Regions from separate parts of the Mus musculus genome. Here regions 2, 3, 4 and 5 are each linked to region 1. The links are chromatin contacts, called in public HiChIP or PLAC-seq and promoter capture Hi-C maps. All regions are on one chromosome and are shown on one strand. The core of a region is the stretch at or near the end of the contact, and the rest is flanking DNA. Distances in the headings are between cores, read along the strand shown.

What was found. Promoter capture Hi-C pulls out the DNA fragments that hold promoters and counts their contacts. HiChIP or PLAC-seq counts read pairs in DNA pulled down with a chosen protein or histone mark.
Region 2: a contact with region 1 is called in a promoter capture Hi-C map of cranial neural crest. The contact joins the promoter of Lmx1a here to the promoter of Tada1 in region 1. A contact is called at or near these places in 3 of 39 promoter capture datasets (cranial neural crest, frontonasal cranial neural crest and maxillary cranial neural crest).
Region 3: a contact with region 1 is called in a promoter capture Hi-C map of liver, with 4 times the contacts expected there. The contact joins the promoter of Tbx19 here to the promoter of Tada1 in region 1. A contact is called at or near these places in 4 of 39 promoter capture datasets (liver, pre-B cells and stem cell-derived epiblast-like cells).
Region 4: an H3K27ac HiChIP or PLAC-seq map of embryonic stem cells shows a contact between it and region 1, with 46 times the contacts expected there. The contact joins the promoter of Tiprl here to the promoter of Tada1 in region 1. A contact is called at or near these places in 3 of 484 Hi-C or Micro-C datasets (embryonic fibroblasts, neutrophils and stem cell-derived primordial germ cell-like cells), 1 of 115 datasets of contacts at active chromatin or transcription factors (embryonic stem cells) and 2 of 9 other capture datasets (adipose tissue and liver).
Region 5: an H3K27ac HiChIP or PLAC-seq map of acute myeloid leukemia shows a contact between it and region 1, with 12 times the contacts expected there. The contact joins the promoter of Mgst3 here to the promoter of Tada1 in region 1. A contact is called at or near these places in 8 of 39 promoter capture datasets (the 3T3-L1 cell line, 3T3-L1-derived adipocytes, the C10 cell line and 4 more), 5 of 115 datasets of contacts at active chromatin or transcription factors (the 230-238 cell line, acute myeloid leukemia, astrocytes and 1 more) and 1 of 9 other capture datasets (adipose tissue).

The regions. Positions count from the first base shown.
Region 1 is chr1:166,377,867-166,380,437 of GRCm38.p6, reverse strand. Tada1 (transcriptional adaptor 1) reads right to left here and starts at 1,271. Exons shown (of 8, transcript NM_030245.3): 1 at 962-1,271. The coding sequence starts at 1,035.
Region 2 is chr1:167,688,265-167,690,835 of GRCm38.p6, reverse strand. It overlaps Lmx1a (LIM homeobox transcription factor 1 alpha), which reads right to left and starts at 1,278. Exons shown (of 8, transcript NM_033652.5): 1 at 986-1,278. The coding sequence starts at 1,061.
Region 3 is chr1:165,159,497-165,162,067 of GRCm38.p6, reverse strand. Tbx19 (T-box 19) reads left to right here and starts at 1,295. Exons shown (of 8, transcript NM_032005.4): 1 at 1,295-1,702. The coding sequence starts at 1,506.
Region 4 is chr1:165,235,663-165,238,233 of GRCm38.p6, reverse strand. Tiprl (TIP41, TOR signalling pathway regulator-like (S. cerevisiae)) reads left to right here and starts at 1,276. Exons shown (of 7, transcript NM_145513.4): 1 at 1,276-1,504. The coding sequence starts at 1,401.
Region 5 is chr1:167,392,570-167,395,140 of GRCm38.p6, reverse strand. It overlaps Mgst3 (microsomal glutathione S-transferase 3), which reads left to right and starts at 1,300. Exons shown (of 6, transcript NM_025569.2): 1 at 1,300-1,390.

The sequences.
Region 1 (2,571 bases), core at 22-2,521:
CATCTGGGTATGTCTTATTTCCCTGGGCATCTCTTTTTAATTCCGGTGCTTAAAAATCTACAAATAATAATACTTATTATTTATTTATTTATTTATTTATTTAAAGCCTTTTAAAGAGGGGTTCCGACGAGGAGCTTGCACCTAAGCTTTTCTGACGGCCTTTCTATTAACACCACCTCTGCTTCACGGGCTGCTCTTGTCAATCATTTCAACTTCAGTGCCAGGAAATACGGGTTTGCCAGAATTGAAGTTCCCCCAAAAGATCGAGGCTCCTCCTCCGGCTGCCGCAGGCTACTGCTTATAGAGCTGTCACTCTGCCCCAGTCCCTGCTGACAGCCCGGCGGTGTGGGGAACGGGAGGACTTTCCAAGTAACCCCTGAAAAGCATCACACGGCGGGAACCAGAAGCCTCAGTCCCATCCTTGGGCAGTGACTTTGGGGGAATAAGTAATCTCTGTCTCTCGAGTACGAACTGTGCCGATCTCAGGTCTGAGGATTGGCTGGCCCGTGTGGAACACTGGGAAAGGCGTCCTACGGCCGGCTAGGCAGCCGCCCCCTTGGATGCTGTGGTTGTAAGGTGGGTGACCGACCGACTTCACTTGGGGTCTCTGTGCCTTCCGAACCCGCTTTCACAGCTCTTCTAGCTGGCCCCTGAGCAACGCGGGCCTCCGCCTCCGGGAAGCCCTCCGGGCCCCCCCACCCCGCCCCGGCGCGCCCCCCGCTCTACCGACTCCGGGGCGCCTAGGGCGCTGCTCCCGCCCCCACGCGGGTATCACCGGTGTCGGGACGCCCAGGAGAAAGTCCTCCAGCGCCTCGAGTCCCGGCGGAGCCCGCACGGGAGCCGTGGCGGCCGCGAGACGCCTACGGCCTCCGGGAGGTGAAGAGAGTCCAGGGACTACGGCAGCCCCGAGCTTGGGGCACACCCACGGACAGGCCCGGAGGCTGGTCCCCGCGGCTCTTACTGTTTCACGTTGTCCCCCAGCGCCTCGCTCAAGTTCTTCTTGGCTGCCTCCAGCTCGCTCACAAAGGTCGCCATTGCAGCGCGCGTCTTTCAGCCCGACCGTAGACCGCGCGGCCCACGGCCACCAGCAACCGAAAGATCAACGCGGCGGAAGGCCTGCGCGCCGGACGCTGGAGGCTCGACTCGACTCGATTCCACTCGGCTCGGCTCGGCTCGGTTCGGCTCGGCTCGGCTCGGTTCGGCTCGGCTCGGCTCGGCTCGGCTCCGCTCGGCTCGGCTCGGCTCCGCTCGGCTCGGCTCGGCTCGGCTCTGCTCGGCGGCCCCGCCCCCATCCGCTAGGGAGACGTTGCGTGGGTTTGGTTCTTGGCCCCGCCGTCTCGCAGTTGGGAAAGCACCCAGCCAAACTCCCTTCGCCAACTCCCGCCTCTTGGCTCACGTGACCCGCTTCCCCTGGTGGGCGCGTGCCCAACCTACGCCCGCCTGCCCGCCCGCGGCGGCCCCCGGGGCGCGAACTTGACCGCCCCGCCCGCCCTCCGGCCAGGCCCCGCCCTGACTGCAGGTCAGCTCTTCCCAGAAGGAAGAGCTCAGGTCCCCGAGTGCATGCAATATCTAATTTATCCTCTTGTCCTCATTTTTTTGCCAAGTGCTCACCACCTATTGTGACATTTAGTTGGTCGATCTCGTTTTCTGCCTCCTGCAACTAAAACGAGAGCTGCCTGAAGGCAGGATTTATGTTACTCAAGTTCTGAACATTCACTATTGACAGATCAAATAAAAATAATTCCCAAGCAGGACTACCAAAGGTCCTAGGGGAGGTAACAGGAGGAGTCTCAGCAGCTAGTTAGCCTGACCCACAGAGGAAAAGACGCAAAGAACCTCGTTTCAAGTCAAGGTCAAGTGGAAGGACCCACAAGCTAGCTTGTCCTCTCTCAAATTCCAAATTCACACTCGAATATGCACATATATACTACACTAGGAAGCCATAGCTGTGTTCAGCTTAAAACTTTTTAAAGCCTACTTTTAAAGTCTCTCTCTCTCTCTCTCTCTCTCTCTCTCTCTCTCTCTCTCTCTCTCTCTCTCTCGTTTTGACAGAGTGGCCTCTTAACTCACATAGATCCAACTGCCTCTAGTGCTGGCTGGGACTAAAGGCATGGGTCACCATGCCCAGCTTGTTTGTTCTTGAAATAGGGTCTCTCTTTGTAGCCCTGGCTATCTGACACCAGGCTATTATTTTGCCTTAATGTTCATGTTTGTTTGTTTGTTTTTTGAGACAGGGTTTCTCTGTATAGCCCTGGCTGTCCTGGAACTCACTTTGTAGAACAGGCTGGCCTTGAACTCAGAAATCCACCTGTCTCTGCCTCCCAAGTGCTGGGATTAAAGGCATGTGCCACCACTGCCCGGCTAATGTTCATACTTTTAATGACAGCATAATTTTTTAAAGATTTTGTTTTTAGGTAGATGTCGTTGTGAGTGAATTTACAGGTGGTTGTGAGCAGCGGGCCCTGTTAAATACTGCACAGATAAGATGCATACAATGACTTCTTTCCTGTCTATTAAACTGGGGTTTTCTCCTGTATTAAAAGAAATATTTTAACAAGCATCTTTATGCAG
Region 2 (2,571 bases), core at 29-2,528, 1.3 Mb before region 1:
GGGGAGAAAATCCTGACAATTTCGAAAGGGAGGTTGAAAGAAGAGGGCATGGGTTTTGTAATTTCGTTTCCTCTGAACTGTTGGGGTGGAGTGGGCGATTTCTCTCTGGACATGGTTTCTATAATCGAAATTTTTTCAGCCCCACTCTATTGGTTCTAAAGTTAGAGAAAGAGGCAAGAGGTTTAAATAAAAGAAAAATCTCTCCTTCAGAAAGAAGCGGGAAGAAACACAGGAAGAAAGAAAATTTAAAAACAAAACAAAACAAAACATTTTTTTCTCCAAACTTGAAAATTCCAAAGGGAGAGTTGAAGAGACACTGGCAAAACAAGCCTGAACTCTGAAAGACCCATGGGTATGACTCTTTGGATCTCTCTATTCTCTGCTCCTTCGAAGTGGCTGGGTTGGGGGTAGAGGGATACCAAGCTTGCGGAACAGGGGTCCGGCTTCAGTTAATTAAAGACCAGGCAAGGGCCCCGCCGTGCAAGCTAATCCCAGCGCAGCGCTGCCCACCAGCCCGGAAAAGCCTCTCGGCCATGCCCAATACTAAAATTGGGGCTGCAGTTGGTGGGGGAAGAGAAGAACCTGGGCGCTCTGGGCCTCGGATCTCTCATGCTAGGACACAGGCCTCTGAGAAACCGGTGGCATTTATGAGCCGTCGATCAGCTCCGTGATTAAAAATCCAGCCCTGGGTATTATTAATCACTTGCCACTCAAATGCCTTGTGAACATGCTCGCCCGCCCCTCAAGGCTTTGGGGAATTCGATGTTGAACTCGTGAAGCCTGGGGAGGCTTGATGGTTGTATTTAGGTAGGGACGACTCAAAAGGACTGATGGACACGGAAAGACAGAGATTGTGGGCACCTCTGTGTGCGCGCGAAGAGGGTGCTAGTCTGGTCGCTTAACCCAGTATCAGAGACCTGACGTACTGAGCTCCCGGCCCCGGCAGAAGGAGGATGCTCTAGGGAGCATGCGGTTGAACACTTACCCAGCAAAGAGGAGAAAGATGCCGAGGTCTCAATCGCACTTTGAAAGTTCTCCTCCATCTTCAGGCCGTCCAACATGTTCGGGGTGAGCCAGGAGGACCTGTAGAGCGGAGGAACGGTTGAGTCTAGCTTCCCGTGCCTGTTGGGACTCCGCACCCTCAGTTGCCACTCTCCTGGGACAGGACAGAAGCAGTGTCCAGGGCGACAAGAATGAGCCTAGAGGGTAGAGTCCAGACAAGGGAAATGTAAGGTGGGAGGAGAGAGAAGAGCCACCGTGAACTGCTCGGACGGCTCTGATTTCACTTGAAGTCAACGCGTTATGTGCTAAGGCCTCCGCCCCCTAACTGCGTTCTCCTAACCCCCACCCCCACCCCTGTCCCCAGGTTTCCCATTCCAAGACCGACTCCGCCCCATCCTATACTAATGTGGCCCCTAGGGATCCCACCACTAGAACTATGGTACTCTGTGTGATGGGGTGGGGGTACGCCTGCTCTCAGAGCCAGGGCCAAGCCGGGACCAACCAGGTCCGATATCCCAGTGGCACCACCACTCACTTTCGACCCTCACCTGTCTTAGAGAGAGGCAGAGTAAGGGACTCGGAGACTGTCCCGCCTGCTTCCGTACTCCTGGCGCAGCGCTCTGCTTGGGGGGTGGGGGGGGGGCGCTCGGGAGTAGGCGTGCGGGGCGCGCGGGGAGGTCCTCCCGCCGGTCGGCCAGTGCCGGGAACGTCTGCAGGAGCAAAGGAGTCGCCTTGGGGAGGAGCCGCGACTGGCCCGGTTCACTCTTGGATGCATTTCAAATCAACTTTCAGAAACACGCCCGCCCGAGCCGGAGCCTAAGGATCCCCGCAGCCTTCCTTACCTGATGGGCGAGCTCGCGCCCAGCGTCCGGAGCAGCGCGAAGTGGCCGGGAGACGCCGGGCAGCTTTGGCGGAGGGAGGAGGCGTCCCCTAGGCTGCAGCCAGAGCAGCCGCCCGGACTCCGGCGCACCCGGGAGAGAGCAGGAGCGAACGCCGGCCCCCGATTCCGCTCCTCGGCGCGCCGGAGTGGGGCCGGGCCGTGGCCTCAAGCCGCCGATCCTCCTCGGGACGTCCCGCCAACACGCGCCGCTCTGCAGCCGGGAAGGGGAAACCAGGCGGCTGCTCCAAGATCGGCGGTGGAACCGGAGGCCCAGGGTCCTGGGTGCAAAGTCCGCCCTGCCTTCTTCGAGGCGGCTCGGGCGGTTTCTGACAGTGGCCGCTGGCTGCGTGCGCGGCCCGGGAAGGGGGTGGGGTGCGCAGGGCGGGGGCCTGGGAGCGCGTCCCGTGGCGGGGCCCGCGGTGCTCTGTTTCCCCGGCTTGGCTGCTCGACCCACCGCGAGGCTACAGCCTGATGCTCCAGTCTGCTGCCCGGACCTCCCGGACGCGCCAAACTTTTCCTTCTCTCCACGTGGAACGGTTGCCCCGGGGGAGCTACACCCCAGACTCGGCAGAGATCCGTGCCACCTAGACTTCACGCGGGCGGGATGGGGATCCGGTTGCTCTCGGATCTGCACCGTAAGTGATGACTAACCTCAGACACCTGGAGGTCGCGGGGATCGCCTAGAGCCC
Region 3 (2,571 bases), core at 46-2,545, 1.2 Mb after region 1:
ACCCCAGCCCCGCCTCACCTTGCATGGCTTCCTCCACCACTTCGTCCTTTTGCATGATCTTTATTTTCTTACCGTGGCTGATAACCAAACTACTTCATGTCACTTCTTTCCCCTGTCAGATGGGTCGTTCTACGAAGATATCGCTTCTCTTCTATCACTTCTGTGGAGTGCTTAGTAGGTACTCAGTTCATGTTTGGCATCCTCCACATTCAGACTCCCCCTAAGTTTTCTGCTTTTATTTCCCCATTGCTCTGACATTCTTGTTTTCTTTTATAACAAGATAAACCAGCACCCTAGGCTCTCCTAGGGTTGGGGTGTTCCAGCTGTTTTGATGGTCTCCTTCATGGTTTCTACCTCCCCATCCAGCCACCCTGTGCTGTGTCTTTAGGAGAAGTAACCGTTTCTACTAATTACATCCTCAGGGAATAGCGGGACTCAATCCGGAAGGACAGCGTTGGCCACGGCTGTCCCAAAAGAGAACTGGGAGCCTTTTTGGACCAACGATTAGCATCACTCAGTCCAATGATGTAAAACGTTGATTCCCACCCAGGAGGCGCAGAGTTTTTCTTAGAATAGTTCAGGACAAATTACTTTCCCCCTTCCTTTCACTAGGACTGGAGATAAGAGAGACTAGGGGTCTGGATTCGAGGGAGGAAGATCAAAGTTCAAAGCTGAAAATGAAAAGGACCTTAGAGGTAAAAAGGGTGTGAATGTGGGTGGGTACAGTCAGTGGGGAGATGACAGAGGAGCTCCCTAGGGGAAAGAGGTCTGTAGTTCTTTTCCTCCTGACTTCAGTTTCTTGAGTGTAGCATGCAGAGAGACTTCCTTTATTCTCAGGTCTTGTATCTTGGCACAGAGCCCTTCACCCTCAGCATAGACTGCTCTTGTCTGCAGGGCTTCTGTGTCTGTTCAAGTTGCTAGATCAGGGTGGAGGGAGTTCAGCTGACTACTCTGCCAGGACAGCTTGCCCAGACAGCAAGTTTGTGGCTCCCCTGCCAGCACCTCCTTTTCTATAGGTGCCACATGCCACAATTTATACGCAGACATGATTTGACTGATTGTTGCAGTCCGGGCCTGGAATAATTTTAATTAACGGGAAAACGGTCCTCAATACACCGATTAGACCTCTTCAGGTACAACAAGATAAAAGCCTGATAATTTGGATGGAGTACTCTTCTTAAACGTCTACTGTAGGCAGGGCGGCCAATGGGAAAGCCAGGCTGACTCCCACCTGATCCAGTGAGTAATTAAGAGAGCGCTTTTTCTTCTCCACCTCCCCCCACCCTCTCCTCCCTGCTCCCCAACTGAAGCTTAACAGGTTGGTGGTATAATTTGGAGACTTTCAGGGGTGTCACACTGGAAGCTTTAGCAAGAGCCAAGGCATCTTATTCTACTCCCAGACACTGACCAGCTGGGGTCGAAAAGCCAGCAAGTGAGGGAAGGAAGGAGCCGGAGGCAGAGAAAGTGGGAACGGCTCTCAGCAAAGTTTGAAAGGGTCTACAGCCATGAGTGAACTGGCCACACAGAAGGCTGGCGAAGGCACTGTGTCTCGCCTGCTTAACGTGGTGGAAAGTGAGCTCCAGGCAGGGAGGGAGAAGGGAGACCCTACAGAGAAGCAACTTCAGATCATCCTGGAGGATGCTCCCCTCTGGCAGAGATTCAAGGAAGTCACTAATGAAATGATCGTGACCAAGAACGGCAGGTGAGTTTGACTGCAGCCCACTTGTGCTAGCCTTTGCTTGGCGAGGAAGGTAAGACACCTTTGGTAGTAAAGAGGCTACCACTCTTCGTTCAGAGGCAGCAGGCTCTGAACATCTTAAAGACAGTCTCGGCTGGCCGTCACTCAGCCAACTTAATTTCTTTGAGATAATCAGAGCAGTGGAAGATGGAGGCCACCTGTCTTACCTACATGTATTATATGGGGAATTATTTTGCAGGGGAGCATGCCCCATGCATTGGGGAAGTGGACTCAACTGTCAGAAACTGGTATTAATTTTTGAATGACTGTGTCCCCTGGAGCAGACCTGTGTTCAGTCCTGTTCAGATAATGTGAAAGTTGACTTTATTTGGAAACTGGATAGTTTGTTCTTAAGCACAGCACACCTGTCTGTCAGACGATTTTGACTAGTTGAAGACTGGGATTGAAAGGGCCACATGGCCTATCTCTCTCTGCCTGCTTCCTTGTGCATGTTGAGGGAGAATGAGTTTCGATTGTGTGTTTCACATAGTTAGGAAAGCTGGCGTATAATAGGGAATGAAGCTCTAATGCCCAGTTTTAGGAAAGAGAAGTTTTCTTCTTTCATTCTCCCTGCAAAGAGTGGGGATTGTCCATACCGCTCCCTGCTGGCATTTCTCAGATCCTGTGAAGCTTAGCCTGTTAGGCGCCTTTGAGGGAACTTTAAAGCTTGAGCTTAGCAGAGGAGATGCAAATGTTTTGAAAGAGACTCCCACTGCATGCTCACACATCTTTGGGTACCTATGGACACAAAGTACCCGAAGGACATTTTCAGTAGTGTTAGTTGAGCCCAGACTCTTTTTCTTACACCTTGAGAGAAATTTTGCTTAGAGAGA
Region 4 (2,571 bases), core at 27-2,526, 1.1 Mb after region 1:
ACACACGGCACTTGGGAAGAAGCAGAACAATCAGGAATTCAAGGTCCTCCTTAGCTACAATAGTGAATTGAAGGCTAGCCTAGGCTGGCTGTATGGAACTCTTTCAGAAAGAAAAGAGGATGGATTTCGTTGCATGTAATTTGCTCATTTACCTCCTTATTAGGTCTTCTAGCAGATCTAGATGATGTGAGGTTTACAATGTAACGTCAGTGAAAGGACCCCAGCCTCCTTGGGAAGTGCGTCAGGGGCCAACCTCTGGAGGTCAGTGATGGTAGACAATCCTCCACTATTCGGGATGAACATCTTTATCCTCTGCGGAAGCTGAGACGCCCTACTTTCCGTAGGCAATGGAAATAGAGTAACTATGTAGGAACCAAGGATAGGATGCCAACGGAATGAATTAATCCAGACACCTTGGGCAGGGGAAATTGATGATGGGTTCCTGGGACAGACACACAAACAGAAAATACCTGAGGAGGAAAAGGTTTACTTGGCTTAACACCTTCTGGTAGACAAGGTAGGAATTGAAGCAGAAATCATGCAACAACGCTGCTTAGCGGTTCCAGCGTCGATGAAACAAACACTGAGTGAATAAGAGAGGGGGTGTTGGAATTGAGATGGTGAACAGTTTTGAGATGCTCAAACATTAAACCATCTCATTTTGAGGCAGCTGGGGCCGAAAAGAATCAGTTGTGTTTTACCCAAAGATACACACAGTTGCACTGCAAGCATGGACGGAGCACCGGGCTTTCAGCGTCGTTTCCACTACACCTGTGTGCGGGTAGAAAAGTCTTAAAATATCATAAGGATAATTTGACGTTTCTTTCGTGGTACAAAGAATCAAACACAGGGCGTCGGCGGTTTGCACGGTAAGAAAGTGGGGCTCTTCCACTGGGATTCAAGGTGGAGGAGCTACTATTTGTCATTGGCTCCAAAGTCGCTGTTGGTGCTGGGCTTCCTGAGCGATAGGGACATTGGGCATGTCCTCTTCACCACGACTCATAAGCACAAGAGGTGATGACACTGCTTGGAGCGGTCTGTAAGGAGGAGGTAAGGCAGTGAAGCACGGGGCTCTGGATCCAGAAAGACAAATTCCCACATTCACTCTGGGGTGACGTCACCCGGAGACTTCAGGGCGGCGCGCCAGAGCGACACCCCCGCGCTCAAGTCCCGCCCCTCAGCGTCTCCACGTAAGACGTGTGTCACCCTGAGCTAGTGGTCCCGGAAGTAAAACCAGGAGGGGCGGAAGAGACGGCGGAAGGGCGGGCCTACGGCGCGGCGGCAGGGGGCGGGGCCGAGATGGTAACGGACGCGCCCAGGAGCCGCGCTGCAGAGAGGGCCATCGTGCGACCGCTGCCGCAGGCGCTTGCTCCGAGTAACCCTGCGGCTCCGCTTCTGCCATGATGATCCACGGCTTTCAGAGCAGCCACCAGGACTTCTCCTTCGGGCCTTGGAAGCTGACGGCGTCCAAGACCCACATCATGAAGTCTGCGGATGTGGAAAAGTGAGGCTGTGGGGCGGGGCCGGGCCGAGCCGAGCCGAGCCGAGCCGAGCCGGGCCAGGTCCGGTTGGTGTCCGGGCTGGGGGTCTGACGGTCTCGGTGCAGCCTCACGCGGTACTTGGGGCCGCAGGCTCGGTCCCTCTGACCGACCGTTGATTGACAACTTCAGTAAATGGTCCTGTTCCCTGCTCGCGGCGACCTCTGCTTGCTGGAACTGTAGCTTCTCAGGGTTGAACTGAGCGCGGCTGTTTTGGTGGACTTCACCTAAACCTCGCCGCTCCTTTTTTTCCTACCTAAGCCTGCGCAACCTTTCTGGGCGCGATGACCTGTTCCCTTGCGGGCAATGACGGAAATGGTATTTATGTTTAGTTTTGAGCTTCTTTGGTTCTGTGGTGTGCTCTTGAGGTTCTGAACATGAACCATTGAGTACCACAGACTTCAGAGGACGTGAGACCGTGTGACGTTACTGTGTGACTGTTTAGGATGAAGATTTCAGGTTTTTTTTTTTTTTTCTTTCCTTCTTTTAGCAAATCAGGTGCTGTGATAAGCACTTGAGATAGGACAGATGAAAGAGAAAGGCCCAAGGAATTCATAGTTTCACGAGAGACCGTTATATTATTGTGTGGTTGGTTAGGATGAAGATGTATACAGGTGTGTGTGCGCGTTAGTGTGTTCGCGCGAGGGTCAGTGCACCTGGGCAGAATCTTGATCAAGTCTGGAGACTGGATGGCCGGGTAAAGCCAGCACTCAGACTGAGATCTGAGGTGTTTGGGGATGCCTATAACTGTATCCTGACAAAGTTTGGGGGGGGGGCGCCCTGGCAGAGTGTTGCCTCCCTCGTCATTGGAGAGTTCTCTGTCTTGCTAAGAAGTTTGAATTTTATATAGTAGTCATCAGGTGTAGTTTTACTCAATATCTACATGCATCGTGGTTGTGTCTGGAAGGTTTCTTGGAGGTGTTGTAGAAGATGGAGGGCTGGAATGCTGGAGAGGAGGCCAGTAAGCAGGAAAGAGATGACAGAAGCTGAGATTCAGTGCTTAAGTTTGGTAGGCAGTTGATGGAAAGAAAGA
Region 5 (2,571 bases), core at 51-2,550, 1.0 Mb before region 1:
AACTTGAGGCACACCTGGGCTGTGAGGGAGAAAGACAGGTGGAAGAAAGGAAGGGTATGCAAGCTGTGCTAAAGATCCGAAAATCTTAAAAATTGTACTGATTAAAATTTTGGTGATTGTGGAGGGGTGGAAACCTTCAGCCAATCAAGCTAGCTTTAACATCCTTACTAGTCATTTATGTATTTGAACAGCTATCTCGGACCTATCACTCAAATCATTTCAGAGAGTACAAACCTGCCACTAGCCTCTACGAACTCAAGACAAAGAATGTCATCAGACAATATCTGAGATCTTATTCCAGGCTTTGCTATAATCTGCACACCTGATGCCCCCACCACCACCCGTTCCCAACGTACAAGAAAGGGAACTTGACTTAGGAATTTCTTTGGTTCTGTTACTAGAAGTTCACGAAATTACAGTTGGCCACTGCAGGCCATGGTCACTCATATTTGGCTACAGAATAAACTTATTCTCTGGTGTTTGTGAGGAAGGAGGGGAGAGACATTAAAAGGTATGCACTGTCTGACCTAGTTTCTTAGGTCGTAGCATGTTAAGTTTCTTAGGGCATTTCAGAAACGCGGGGCAAAAAAAAAAAAAAAAAAAAAAAGTAGCAGATAGCTTCGGTGCTTTCTGCGACCGGTTTAAAGCAGAACTTATAGAAATTAGCAGTCAAGGTCTGCTTCTGCTTAGTAGGTCCTATCCAAGGCTCTCCTGGAGGCCGCCGCGAGGTGGCACAAGAGGGTGCGCCTGTGCTCTTTGTTAAGTTTGTGCCGGGGTCCGGGAAGAAATACCTGGGCGAGCCAAGCCATAGGAGCCCGCCTGTGGGGCTGGGGGAGAGAGAATGGGTGCGGTGCACCGTGTAGGCAGAGCTGAGGTACGCGCCAACGGCGCAGGCTAAGGGAACTCCCACAGTTTCAAACGCCCCCTCCCCAAGAGAGTCCAAAAGTGAGACACACGCCTTCCCCACCCACCCCAAGCTCTCCATAAACTACGCTCTACTTTCTGCGCACGCGCAGCAAGCTGAGTTACAGTGCCCTGCCGGGGACAAATTACTAACGCGTTACTGTCGCTTCTGTTCCAACCAAGCAGAACAAATCTCTAGGAGCAATTTAATACTGTAGTCACGAAAAGATACTTGGAGAGTAGAGCAAATATATACACTGGGGAGCCGGAAAAGTAGATATGCGGGCTACCCGACACAGGGAAAAAATGCAGTCTAGTTTAAGAAACAGCTAGAACCGCCAAAGTCAGAGGCGGTCTCGGGGGCGGTCCCGAGGGCGTGGCCGCGCGGGGCGGGGCGGAGTGGGGCGGGTCCTGCGGGACAGCTAGAGCCGCACCTAGGCACTGCTGTGCTTCTCAGGTCTGTACCAGGCGCACGAAGGTGAGCCAGGTAAGTGCTGGCAGCTGCGAGCTGCAGGAGCTTTAGCTTCACTGGGACACCTGAATGCCTGCACATGCACAACCGGTATCTCAGTCACTTGGAACGGAATTGGGGTCTCCAACCTCCCTTCTTTATCGGTCGATTTGAGCTCTGCATTTCTACCCACTCTGCCCTCCGCCCTCCCTGCATGCTCCCCCCGATGGTGTAGCTTAGGAGCTTCTCGGGGAGGCCCCTACCTCGCTATCTCTAACTCAGGGAGGTTCTCAAGGTCAGCTCATCCTCAATTCCTTATTTTCCTCCCCCTCCTTAATTCCAATTGTGTAAAGACCTGGGGCTCCCTCTTTCGGCCTTCAAGAGACCACCTGACCTTACTCACTGCAGCTGTTAATACAGAGAAAGGAGCCCGGAACTCTGCAGTGGGAACTGGCCATTCGTACCTGATCTAGCACAGGTTTCATAAGTGGCGTGCAAGCGCCGCGCCTGCTATGGATGTCTTGTTGCTAGGATCCTTCGAGAGGGTCTCAGAGGGAATTGCATTTGTTTTCCTCTCGCCTCGTAGAAATATTTGCATTGATACCTGAATATGGGTCATTTTCTTACTTCTGTCCTCATAGCAAGAGACTTCTTGGGAAGAGTGAGTGGGATATTAATTCATCCCATACTCACATGTCCGCAAGTGTCCCTTTACTTATCTTGTGTCGCTACAGGGAGACCCAGAACCACAGGGTGGGGCACCTGCAGGGTGGTGGAAGGGAGTAAGAGACACTGAGTCACTCCCGAGGTTGTGGTTTCTGTTAATTCTTTGCTTGGGAGGCACCAGTCTGCAAGTAGCCTAGGGTACAAGTCAGTGCGGAAAAGGAAGTAGAGGAAAAGCAGAGACAGATGGTCGGATGGGTAGGAAAGCAACGCTGCGCTGCGGGTTGGGACTTGAATCCCTTAACTAGGGAAAGGAGGTGCCCCAGAGAGCAACCAGCTCTCTGCTCTGTTGCCTGTACTGGTGGCTTAGGTGTGGCCTTGCAGGGTCTGCTGCAGATTTTAAGGTAGTAGCAGAAACCAGGGCTTCCCTGCGGGAATCTGTAGGGCACCTGCAGACTGCAGTTTCCCGGAAGCAGCCAAGGTTATTAGTCAGGGTTACCCGGTGTGTTTTCTTTCAGTGTGTCCATAATGAGAGTATACTGTCTTGAGTCAGG